Regions from separate parts of the Mus musculus genome. Here regions 2 and 3 are each linked to region 1. A link is a contact called in public Hi-C data. All regions are on one chromosome and are shown on one strand. Each heading gives the region's core, a stretch centred on a gene start, on an enhancer-like site or on the middle of the called end of the contact. The rest is flanking DNA. Distances are from core to core; before and after follow the strand shown. Region 1 holds the start of Sdk1 (sidekick cell adhesion molecule 1). Region 2 overlaps Sdk1 (sidekick cell adhesion molecule 1). Region 3 overlaps Sdk1 (sidekick cell adhesion molecule 1).

Region 1 (4,014 bases), core at 842-3,341:
TCAAGAAGCTGCTTAAGTCCCATTGGTGCCCTTGTCATAAGGGTATAAAGATAGATATTATAGGTAATAGGGAAAGCTGAGCTACAGGAAACTGGTGGAGCAAGGGTGTTTCTTGACAAGCACTGCCACAGGGGACCAGGGGAAGGGAGAAGGCCAGGGAGAGCGATGAGCTCTTACTGAGTGCGGATTAGGTCATTTTCTTGCAACAGACTTGTGAGATGGGAGTTAGTCCCAACTTTTTTTCCAGAAACTTAATCAGCAGTTTGCCCAAATTTCACAACTTGGAAGAGCAGCGCTAGCCCACCAGGTCAGATAAAACTGCTTCGCAGGTACATACTCAACCTCGCCCTGCCCCTGCCCCCACTCCACCCTCCATCTCTGAGCAAGGCAGGGGTGCTTAAAGGAGGAGAGGGCAAGATTTGCACCCTTGACCTTAGAGGTCACTTCACGTTTGTAAACACCAGTGACAGCAGTTTGGTGGGGGAGGTGATGCTGCCTGGACCCTCCCAGAGTCCAGTGTCCCCGCGTCGTGCCCCACCCCCTAGCACAGCAGACATTGCTCATTTATCGTTCTCTTGGCATTTACATAAGCCTGTAAGCTTGTAGAAATCCACATAGTTGGCAACAGAAATTTACAAATACCACCTTCCTCCACTCCTGCCAGAATCCACTTGTTCTCGGGGTGCCATCGCTGAGGGGACACTTCTTTTACCTAGCAACCATTGCCCATTTAGAAGCCCTGCCTCCCCCCGCACCCCCCCTCCCCCGCCCCAGAGAACAGTGAATATTTTAGATGCAGTTTTTATTCCTTTGCTTTTTCATAGCATGTGTAGGAAAGGGCAAAAGGCAGAGACTGGGTCTTCAGATAGAGCTCATAACCCACCAATTTTATCTGGGCGTCAGTTTCCCCACTTTTCCTTAACTGTTAACACAGGCAGATGTGTCAAGAGGCAGCTCAGTACAGGGACTCTGCAAACAGGAATTAGCGCTAACTCACGAGTCTCAGCCCCTTGCCTGGGGCTTTTTGTTAGCAGGGACAATCATCAATCACAAGTACTTGTAAGCTGACACAACACACTTCCTAGGGAGCCAGCCCCTGGCAGGGCACACTCGCTGTCTCTTTGGCCTTCTAGTCATATATGACCTCACTCAAACTCCATCACAAGCTCTCCGATAACTCCTAAAAACGCAAGACTGGACTGTTACCCGCCTCTCTCTCCAGTTTCCCTCTCACAAAAGTCCCAGCCTCTAGGCTCCAGCGTGCTTAGTTCACCCTATAAACTCAGCTAATGGTTACCACATGCTGCTGAGGGTCCGCGCCCATCCCGACCTCTCCACCCCTGCAGACTCCCCAGGCCCTGGGATGTCCGATCCTTGACGCTGCAGGTCCTTCCTCCAAATCCTCCCACGCACAGCGGGAAGTACCCTGTACTGTGGTCCTGCTGGCCACGCATGACCTTGGACACTTCTTCCAAAGCCATGTCCACTCCTCAGAATAGGTTGCGTCTTTGCGCCCCACGGTGCTTCTGATTGCTGGGAATTGAAAACTCGATCGCGCGCCTTTCTCCTTTGCAATGACAGCAACTTGGCTCGGAACCACCCCAGCATCAGAGTCCCTGGCTGGAAGCAGGAAGGCTCCCGGGACGCATGGAGGGGCGTGCCCACTGGCCCTCCGATCCCTAGTCCCTCGGGCTCAGTAGGGACTGCGGTGCCAGGGGGCCGCCACACCTGGTGTCGTCCCACCCGCGGGACGTGCAGCTCAGCCCCTGGGGTCTCCCGGCAAGGGAGCAGGCACCGCCCCGCCTGAGCACGCCCCGCAGACAAGCCCGCCGGGGAAGCGCGTGCCGAGACGGCGCGCCGGCTGCAATCCCCGCCGCGGGTCCCTAGGGGGCGCAGCGGGCGCGGGAAGTCGCTCTGGGCCCGGGCACGAAATTGCAAGCGGGCGGGCGCGGCGAGTTTGAAAACAAGCGAGCGCCGTGGGGGCGGGTCCCAGGCGCGAGAGCCGCCGGGCTCGGCCAATCAGATGCGGGTGGCGGGCGCGGGCGGCGCGTGCGGCCGGGCTGTGAATGGGGCGCGGCGGTCGCGGCGGCCGAGGCGAGAGCCGGCGCGCGGGCGGGCGCACTTTCTCCTCAGCGCCGGGCGGGGGCGGCGGCGGCAGAGGCGGCGGCAGAGGCGTTCTGCTCAGCTCCCCTCACAGAGCGCTGCGGGGCCGGCGCTGTGCGGCTGCGAGGAGCGGGGGCGACGTGCTGGGCATTTCCTCGCTCGCTGACAACTTCTCCTCGACCCGGCTCGCTGCTCATCGGAGCCCGGACGCCGCCCCTCGGCGCTCGCCGCTGCCTCAGCGGGTCTGCGCGCTCCCGCCCGCCCTGCCCGTCCCGCGGCGCCCGGGGGTGGCGGCTCCGCGGCATGGCCCGCGCCCGGCCCTCGGTGGCGGGCGGCGGAGTCGCGGCGCCCCCTGAGCGAGCGGGGCCCGGGCGGCCGCGGAGGAGCCGGACCGGTCACCACTGCGACCCCGAGTGCCCAGGGCTGCGCGCAGCGCCCAGGACCCCCGGGCCGGGCGCGGGCCGGCGGGCGGCAAAGTTGAGGCCGGGCCGCGGGTGGTGGGCGCTGCTGTTGCTCCAGCTGCACTTGCTGCGGGCGCTGGCGCAAGGTAGGTGCGGGCCTGACCGCCGAGACACCCCCGAGGTGGACTTTGTGGGTGCCTCCCGGGGTGGGCTTTAGGGGTGCGCAGTCCCGGGGTGGACTCCTGAAGCGCGCGCCGCCAGAGGTGACACCCCAGGGGTGGACTTTGTGGGCTCCACCTGGTCTGTATTATGAGTGGACATCTCTGAGGTGACTTTGCAAGTGGACACCTATGGGCTGGGCTTCAGGGGTGCACAATCTTGGGGTGACAACCCGCAGTGTACTTTGTGGGTGCTACCTGGGATAGACTATGTTGTGAGTGGGTATATCTGGGCTGAGTTTCAGGGCTGTGTAGTCTTAGGGTCACACCTTTGGGATGTACTATATGAGTGGAAACCCCTGAGGTGACTTTGCAAGTAATATACTTCTGGGCTGAGGTTTAGGGGTACACAATCTTGGGTGACACCTTTGGGTGAATTTTGTGGGCACCACTTGGTATGCATTATGACTGGACATCTCTGAGGTGACTTTGCAAGTGGACACCTATGAGCTGAGCTTGAGGGGTGACACCCTGTGGTATACTTTGTGGGCACCATCTGGGATGGGCTATGTTATGAGTGGATACCTTTGGACTGAGTTTCAGGGCTGCAAAGTCTTGGGGTGACACCTTTGGGGTGAACTATATTAGGGGTGGACATCACTGAGGTGACTTTGCAGGTAGATACCTCAGGGCTGAGCTATAGAGAGTTACACAGTCTTGGGGTGACACCTCTGGGGTGAACTATGGATGCATACCCCTTGGCTGGGCTGTGGAGGTGCACACTGGAGTCTTGGAGTGGGCATCACCTGGGATAGACTGTATTAGGATTGAACATCCCTGGGGTGGACTTTAGAGATGGACACATCTGGGCTAGGCCTTGGGAGCATGAAATTTTAGAATTCACACTCCTGGGATAGACTGAGTGATCATTTCCTAGATTATATGAATACACATGGTGGATTTTAAGGTTGACACTCCTGTGGGGGTATATTCAGCTTTGAGTGGGCTAGGGATAGATATCTTTGGGGTGTACATTGGGGATGGATAGATAGTATTGGAGTAGACAACCCTGAGCGGATCCCTGGGTGCTCACACTTTGGATGGATTCTATAGATGAGTGCTGTATTGAATGAGCATCTTTGGGGTGGACTCTTGGGGTGCGCGCCACCTGGGGTGGATTCCCTGAGGTAGACTTTGTGGTTGTGGCATGGAGTCACCTCGGGGTTGTGGGTGCTCCTCGGCGCAGTGCTTGGAACTTGGCGAGCATTTAGGGCTCCCTACTCTCTGAATCACCTGGCCAGGACTGCGGGTCGCTAGGTCTGGAGGCAGTTAAGGGGTTAATGCGGTGTGTT
Region 2 (4,014 bases), core at 992-3,491, 130 kb after region 1:
GATTTCTTAGTCTTGCTAGCCAGTTACCCTGCCTACTTAGTAAGCTTAGGTGAGTGAGAGAGACCCTGCTTTAAAAATACAGGGGCTCATCTTCTGAGGAATGACAACAGGGTTGGTGTCTGTCTTCCATAAGCAGGTACATATGTACGTCTGCCCACCCCTCAACAAAACCTTTGGGAAGTAGTTCTTCCCATCTTACCTTATAAGTAAAATATAACTTACTACAAATCTGCAACAATACAACAATAAAGATAAAAGTATGCCCTGGAAAATCATCTTTCTGAAGTTAGAGGTTCTATATATAAATGAGTGAGACACTGTTCACATCCCATGAATGCAACCTGGAAATGTACTATTCTGGCCTCAAGTCAGGCATAAAGGCCGTGCATGTGCATACACAGGTACATGTACACTTCACAGTGTGCACATGTGCACTTCACAGTGTATACTTCACAGTGTGCACTTCACATGTGCATACACAGGCACATGTGCACTTCACAGTGTGTACTTCACATGTGCATGCACAGGTACACTTCACAGTGTGCATTTCACATGTGCATGCACAGGTACACTTCACAGTGTGCACTTCACGTGTGCATGCACAGTACACTTCACAGTGTGCATTTCACATGTGCATGCACAGGTACACTTCACAGTGTGCACTTCACATGTGCATATACAGGTACATGTGCACTTCACAGTGTGCATTTCACATGTGCATGCACAGGTACATGTGCACTTCACAGTGTGCATTTCACATGTGCATGCACAGGCACATGCGCACTTCACAGTGTGCATTTCACATGTGCATGCACAGGCACATGTGCACTTCACAGTGTGCATTTCACATGTGCATGCACAGGCACATGTGCTCTTCACAGTGTGCACTTCACATGTGCATACACAGGCACATGTGCACTTCACAGTGTGCACTTCACATGTACATACACAGGCACATGTGCACTTCACAGGGGTTACATACTTACAAGTGATCACATGCTGGTGTTTTCTGATTTGTGGTGTTGACTTATAAATGCCACTGTGTAATTAAAAAGGAATTATTAGCAGCTTAACGACTTGGATGCCATGAGGAAGGTGATAGAAACATGAGAACCAAGAGTGAAGACATACATCCCATTCAAAAAGACTCAGTGTTTTGTTTTTTGTTTTTGGTGGTGTGTGTGGAGGCCAGAGGTCAATCTCAGGTGACTTTCTCTATTGATCTTCACTCTAAAAACATTTATTTATGTCTTCATTTGTTTGTTTGTTCACTTATTTGTTTTTGGAACAGCATCTCTCACTGAACCTAGAGTTCATGTACTAGGCTAGGCTGTCCAGCGGTAAGGCCCTGGGTTCTTCTGTGTTCTGATGACATCTGGCTCCTTACCTGGTTGCTGGGCATCTCAGTTCAGGTGCTCAGGCTTTTGCAGCAAGCCCTACTCACTGAGCCCTATCCCCAGGCCCCTTAACCATTTGTTTTTAAGTTCTATGATAACTGTTAAGATACAGTGTTCCAATTTTCTGAATTCATACCGGATGCCCACTTGTATAACCCCTGTGAAGTGTACATGTACCTGTGTATGCGCATGCCTGGCCTTTGTTTCTGACTTGAGACTACAGTAGTACATTTCCAGGTTGCAATCAAGGGATATGAATGGTGTCTCACTCATTTATACATAGAATTTCTAACTTCAGAAAGATAATTTTCCAGTGTACATCTTTATTGTTGTATTATTACAGATTTGTGTGTAAATTACATTTTTTCTATGTGGGTTATCATTTTCTTGTCCAAATTTCTAAATGGTTTAGAGGGAAAAAAAATACACAGTTGGGATTCAAGAACTGAAGGAGCTTCTGGGGAGCATGGGCTCTGATGTGGGCCTTCCCCAGCAGCCTTTGTGGCTTTGGGAGGCCTCAGGTTTCTCTTTAAAGAAGATTTATCCAACCCTGGGCTCCTTGATAAACAAGGAATTAATTGGCTCCCAGGTAAGCCAGAATTGAAAGCATCATTATTAATGGAGTCTGTTGACTTTGTTTATTACATGATGTAGTCTTGTAGTGTGCTCACGGGCTTTGGTTCTGTTTGTTTGTTGTTTTTTTGTTTTGTGGGAGATGGTATGTAAGAAGAGTCAATACAAAAGGCCCTCATTGGAAAGTGTTTAAAATTATGAAGTGCTTCCAAACTGGTTTTGAAAGCTTCTCTGGGCTGAGAGCCAGTTGATTGTTGTCAGTGTTCTTATGTGACCGAGGTCAAGTGCTCAGAGCCTGAGCAACCGCATTGGTTAATGGCCCAGCCCTGTGCAGTGCTACAATATGAGATCCTTTAAAATGCTGCTGTGATTGGAATTTTAACAGATGTGCTTCGATTGGGCAAGAATGTAAAAGCTATTTTGGAGTATGTTCAAAAGCACATGGTTTCAAACATTGTAACTTGTTAATTTTCTCCCCTGTAATGAATGTAATAAGACTGGGGTTTGTATTAAGTTAATGAAAATATTCAAATGAGACTAGAAGAAAGGCATTGTCTGTTTTGAGAGAGATTTAGAGAAAAAAAGTATACACTAGGGTTTCCAGAACTGAACGAGCTTCCAGGGAGCATGTGGTCCTTCCCAGCAGCCTTTGTGGCTTTGGGAAGCCTCGGGTTTCTCATTGAAGAAGATTTATCCAACCCTGGGCTCATCCAACTTCCTTATTCCTAAAAGTGTTTTTAGTACTGCAGTACATTAAAGAAATAAGCATAGCATATTGATTGGGGAACTCTAAGGAACTCTGCTATTAATCGGAGTTGAGGTAGGAGGGGCAGGGTAGAATAGGGGCTAAAACTCGGCCCCATAGTGTCGCAGCCTTGTCATAGCACAGATTTTACACAGTGGAAAAGAGGGCAGCCTGCTGCTCAGGTTTGGACACCAGTTTTACTCTCTGCAGCAGACAGAGTGTCAGAAAGTTTGAGTTTATGCAGCAGCATCTGCAGCGTCATCCGTGTGTGTGCTCCATGGCCTCCATAGTCTGTTCTTCCTCATCTCATACTGGGCTGTTTCTCTTTTCTCCTGCCCTTTTCAGCCTTTGAGTTCACGCCACGCTGGGGTGGTATGCCCACAGGTAGATGTTGAGTAGGAGTGGCTTGTGTGTGTGTAATGGACTTGCTTCTGCCGCCTTGCCGACCTGGAGCAGAGGCTAGGGAAACATCAACAGCAGCTCTGGAGAGGGCTTGACACCGGCCCTTTGCAATTTATCTTATTACCTCAGTAGAGTTCTGTTGCCTTTCATTTTCTCAACAAACTCTAGAAACAAGCTAGTCGGGTAGTTAATCCAAATGATTTCTGTTCTCATTTAAAAGCTGATGCATTGAAATGTGAACTAAGTCAATTACTGTCACAGTGAGTTTCCCTGGACATGGAATTTGGATGTGTGTATTTCATCAGACTCTTGCCTGTGAAGATTACCAGTCTATATCTGTATAACACTTTTCATATACTACAGAGCCCTAGATCTGTCCTTATATAGTGCTGGCCTTTCGGTCTGGAGTATTCTCCTAAGTCCATTGTATTGAAGGCTTGGTGCTATGGGACCTGGTGGAATCACTAGGGGTTGGGGTAGTGGACAAAAGTTAGACCATTGGAGACATAATCTTAAAAAAGATATTTGGATCTCAGCTGCTTCTTGGCTGCCATGGGATGATTGCTATGCTCTACCACCTACCTATGGCCTCATGGAAGAACCAACCAGACCAATCAACCAATCCACCTGACTGGAACCTTCAAAACTGTGAGCCAAAGGAAACCTTGTGTTCCTAAGTCAGATCACCTCAGGTGTTCACCATGCCACCAGAGAGTAGCAAGTACATCAGCACCCGTGCTCTGCATTTGTATCTGAGGAGACCTGGCTGGATTCCCCTTTCCATTTCTGCTCTGCTTCCTTGGTACTTTATTGCCAAGTTCATACTCTCTAGACTCCGGCAGACATGTTCATATCTTAGCTCTCTTCCCACATTGGTTTCAGTGCATTCATCAACCT
Region 3 (4,014 bases), core at 536-3,035, 84 kb after region 1:
GCTCTTACCTACTGAGTCATCTCCAGCCCACTCTTGTCATTTGTAATTCTAGTACTAAGTGAAAAGTATTCCTGTCTACTGCAATCTCCCGGGCTAGGACCACGTAGATATAATGCAGAGGTTTTAGAACAGTGCTTGGCACATGGTAAACAGTGAGTGAAGGCTGTTCCACATGACTCAGGTTGTTACTGTAGCCTGTAAACATGGCTACTATCTTCTTTACACACAAGAGTGAAAAAGCCTGTGTAATCTTGTGAACTGTATTGTACCAAATTTGAATACCTCTTTGCACTGTACTGTTTTCTGATGCTTCCTTTACAGCACTACTGTAAATAAAGTTCTGTTGAAACCAAATCGTGCTCATTGTTTCTGTGCTGTCTATGGCTCTTATGTTCTATGATGACCAGCTGAGTAGATGTGACAGGGCTGATGGCCTACCGAACATACTTCAATGTCTGGTTTGCTAGGTGAATTTCAGAACTCCTAGGTACAGGTCTTCTCATTCAGAGTAAAGGGCAATAAGATGTTTTCAATTAGAGAACAAGTTTTGGAAACTGTTTAATCCTATCCATCTCACATTGAAAACAAAATGATGTGGCACAGAAGTGCATTGCATAAAATAAGACATTTCCCCAGGTTTTTATTTATATTGCTACTAAAGAGTTGCTGGTGAATTATTGCAAAACAACCAATGTGAATTGGTTGAAGAGTGGAAATTCTTTTCCTTTTATAATGAAAACTAAACCCCAGACCTGAGAAATTGCCATACAAGCATGAGGACCTGCGTTTGAACTCCCACCCCCACTTACAACCCAGAGCTGGGGAAGAGGAGACAGGTAGATTCCTGGAGCTTTCTGGCTAGCTACTCTAACCAAATTGGCAAGCTCCAGGTTCAGCGAGGGATCCTGTCTTAAAAAATGAGATGGCAAAATATAGACGAAATGTGGACCTCTGTTCATTCATTCATTCATTCATTCATTCTCTCTCTCACTCTCATACACACACACACACACACACACACACACACACACACACACACAGAGAGAGAGAGAGAGAGAGAGAGAGAGAGAGAGAGAGAGAGAGAGAGAGAGAACTAAAACAAAGCCCTAAGAGCTTTGGGGGCTGGAGAGATGGTGTCATGGCTCTTAAAGAGGAGAGATGAATTTGGTTCCCACCACAGACATCTTGAAATTTTCCTCCACCTGTGACTCCAGTTCCAAGAGATCTGATGTCTTCTTCTGGACTCCTCGGGCACTGCATTCGGGTGTATATACTTACACAGAATCATATACAAATACACATGATTAAAAATAAAAACAAAATATTAAAAAACCTATAATTCTGAAATGAACTTAGTTTGCTTGTTTGTTTTAGTGCTTTCTGCTTCCCAAGTAAACATGGTGTTTTGTTTTCTTTGAATTTGTGAATATTTCAGAGCAGCTCATGGCACCAGTTCACTGCATTAACAATTCAGGCCCTCGGAGTCAATGATGTCATTTGTCCATAGGGACAGTTTGTTATCACCAAAGGAACAGGACTTTCACAATCTCTAAAAGGAATGTACCATTACTATTATCTTGCTTGGATTCAAGACATAATAAACAGCGTGAACATAAGCCTAAGATAAAGTTTGAATGCATCCCCGATTTTAAGTGGAGATAATGTGTAGATTTTGAGTGTGTTTTTGGTACAAAGACAACTGATGTCTCAGAAGCAGATTGGCCTCAGGAGTACTTGGTTTCAGTACAGTCCCCTTACCAGCAGGGGAATAGCAGACAAGTGGTGTTTTTCAGACAGTAGAGCAGATGGCTCTTTCTCATCAGAACAGGGTGTGCCAACCACAAGAGACAGCTACAGAAATGTTAACCCTGGAGGAAACAATTGCCATCAGTTTTTCCTTACACGTCTGACTTCGGAGTGTTAGGGGGAGTATTTGTCATTTTAAAATGTATGCATTGAGTACACCATGATGAAGCCCATATTCTTGGAGTTCTTACTAAAATGGTAAGGGACGATGTATTTACTTTAAAAAGGAATATAACCCTTAGTGCTTGACATTTCTGGCTGATGTGGTGGCAGATGACTTGGACCTGATATCCAGCTTCCAGATTCTTGTTTAAATATTGTTGAGGATGGCTGACACTGGGGGAGGGGTGTTACTATAAACCAAAAGTCCTGTGCAATATCGTATGTGGAATGGGTTGAGAATAGCCATGGACCACTTGAATGCATGTTCTGTTTTTGGAACCAGAACATTGGAGTGCTCTTACAGGGTAGAGCTGTAGGAAGGCTTTTATTCACAGGGACCTCTGGAAGACAGAGTGCTATGCTGAGCTGCAAAAATTGGCACTTACAGACTGGATCCCGTGTTCATCTCAAGCTCTTTTCTTTCTGTGTTCACTTTGATTTAAAAAATGGTGTCTTCCACTATGCAGTCCAGCAGCAGGGCTGAGAGAGTTCAGCACCCTGCACTCAGGAGCATGAGCCCCTAAAAGAGGAGCCTTTAGGGCTGTTGGCTGCATGCGTGAAGCCTTGGGCTCTCTCATCAGCACTAGTGAACTAATCTGAGCCTGAAGTGAGTGACAGGAGAGAGAGCAGAATACCCTGTTGTCCTGTGTGGCGTATGGTGCATGGTGTGTGCCATGGCTGATACGAGGATCAGACTTTCACCAGGAAGTTCTACCTGGAGACTCATCAGACAGATGTGTTACATGTTACCAGTTGAGGACAGAGTGGGACATATCTTACTTCTAAGTCTAACTTGAGAGGGAAAACCTGCCAGTGACTAATGGACACAGCAGGGACTAAGGAGTTATTGCTTATTCTTGCTTGAACTCAGGTCTACATGGCAGAAACCTTGAATGTGGCTAATGGGTTCTAAGTATGAGGGAAAATAAAGACATTACTCTTCTGAAATGACTACATGTGTGTGATGGTTTGAAAAGGTTCGAACCCCATAGACTCATGTGTGTGAATCCTTCACCCATAGGGAGTGGCACTATTAGGAGGTATGGCCTTGTTGGAGTAGGTGTGACATTAATGGAGGAAGCATGATACTGTGGGTGCAAGCTTTGAGGTCTCCTCCCAGTGTTGAATCTAGTCTCCCCCTTGCTGCCTAGATAAAGATGGAACAGAGATTGAGTGAATGACCGACAAATGGCTGCCCTAACTTGAGGCCCATCTCGTGTGAGAGAGCCAACCTCAGACACTATTAATGATACTCTGATATGCTTGTAGATAGGAGCGGAGCATAACTGTCTCCCCAGAGGCTTCATCCGACAGCAAATGGAAACAGATGCAGAGACCCACAGCCAAACATCAGGCAGAGCTCAAGAGGTTTTGTAAAAGTGGGGAATGGGATTTAGTGTGCCAGAGGGCTAAAGGACACTACAAGAAGACTCACAGAGTCAATTAACCTGAGACCATGGGGGATCATAGAAACTGAACTGTCAACCAAAGTGCTTGCAAGGGCTGGACCTAGGCTCTCTATACGTCCATAGCAGATGTGCAGCTTGGTTTTCATGTAAGTCTCCTAACAACTGGACGGGGTGGGCTGTCTCTGTCTTTGTTGCCTGACATTGGATCTCTTTCCCCTGGCTGCCCTGCCTGGTCAGGTCTCAGTGGGAGAGGATGGACTTAGTCCTGCTGCAACTTGATTTCCCAGAGTAGGGTGGTACCCAAGGGATAATGGGAGAGGATAATGGGAGGAGGGATTTGTGAGGGTGGGGCTGGGAGGAGAGGATGGAGAAGGGCTGCAATCAACATGTAAAGTGAATAAATAAAATGTAATTAATAAATAAATAGGAAAAATGAGGAAACCTTGACTCCTCTAGCACCAAATCTGCCTTGCTTCCCACCATTATGATAATGTACTGAACCTCTGAAATTATAAGCCAGCCCAATAATGCTTTCTTTTATAAGAGTTGCCTTGGTCATGGTGTCTCTTCACAACAATGGAAACTCAAAGACAATGTAAAAAAGAACAGTAGAGGTAGTCTAGTAAATACCTCATGG

Evidence for each region. Hi-C and Micro-C count contacts between places; a contact is called where the count stands out from the background.
Region 2: a Hi-C map of uterus shows a contact between it and region 1. The contact joins the enhancer-like site here to the promoter of Sdk1 in region 1. A contact is called at or near these places in 3 of 39 promoter capture datasets (hippocampal neurons and liver), 4 of 484 Hi-C or Micro-C datasets (the Patski cell line, nephron progenitors and uterus) and 2 of 9 other capture datasets (adipose tissue and pancreatic islet).
Region 3: a Hi-C map of olfactory sensory neurons shows a contact between it and region 1, with 4 times the contacts expected there. The contact joins the enhancer-like site here to the promoter of Sdk1 in region 1. A contact is called at or near these places in 2 of 39 promoter capture datasets (epiblast stem cells and maxillary cranial neural crest), 1 of 484 Hi-C or Micro-C datasets (olfactory sensory neurons) and 1 of 9 other capture datasets (pancreatic islet).

What each region holds. Positions count from the first base shown.
Region 1 is chr5:141,239,443-141,243,456 of GRCm38.p6, forward strand. Sdk1 (sidekick cell adhesion molecule 1) reads left to right here and starts at 2,092. Exons shown (of 45, transcript NM_177879.5): 1 at 2,092-2,650. The coding sequence starts at 2,407.
Region 2 is chr5:141,366,515-141,370,528 of GRCm38.p6, forward strand. The region is part of intron 1 of Sdk1 (sidekick cell adhesion molecule 1); the gene reads left to right. Gm16035 (a long non-coding RNA gene) reads right to left here. Exons shown (of 2, transcript XR_868658.3): 2 at 1-4,014. Among named protein-coding and RNA genes, the nearest start is that of Gm16035, 12 kb to the right of the region's middle. Within about 2 kb of position 2,242, at least 6 of the 459 cell types and tissues checked have an H3K27ac peak or open chromatin away from gene starts, as enhancers often do. A contact at or near this core is called in uterus, where this site is marked.
Region 3 is chr5:141,323,331-141,327,344 of GRCm38.p6, forward strand. The region is part of intron 1 of Sdk1 (sidekick cell adhesion molecule 1); the gene reads left to right. Among named protein-coding and RNA genes, the nearest start is that of Gm16035, 56 kb to the right of the region's middle. Within about 2 kb of position 1,786, at least 11 of the 459 cell types and tissues checked have an H3K27ac peak or open chromatin away from gene starts, as enhancers often do. A contact at or near this core is called in olfactory sensory neurons, where this site is marked.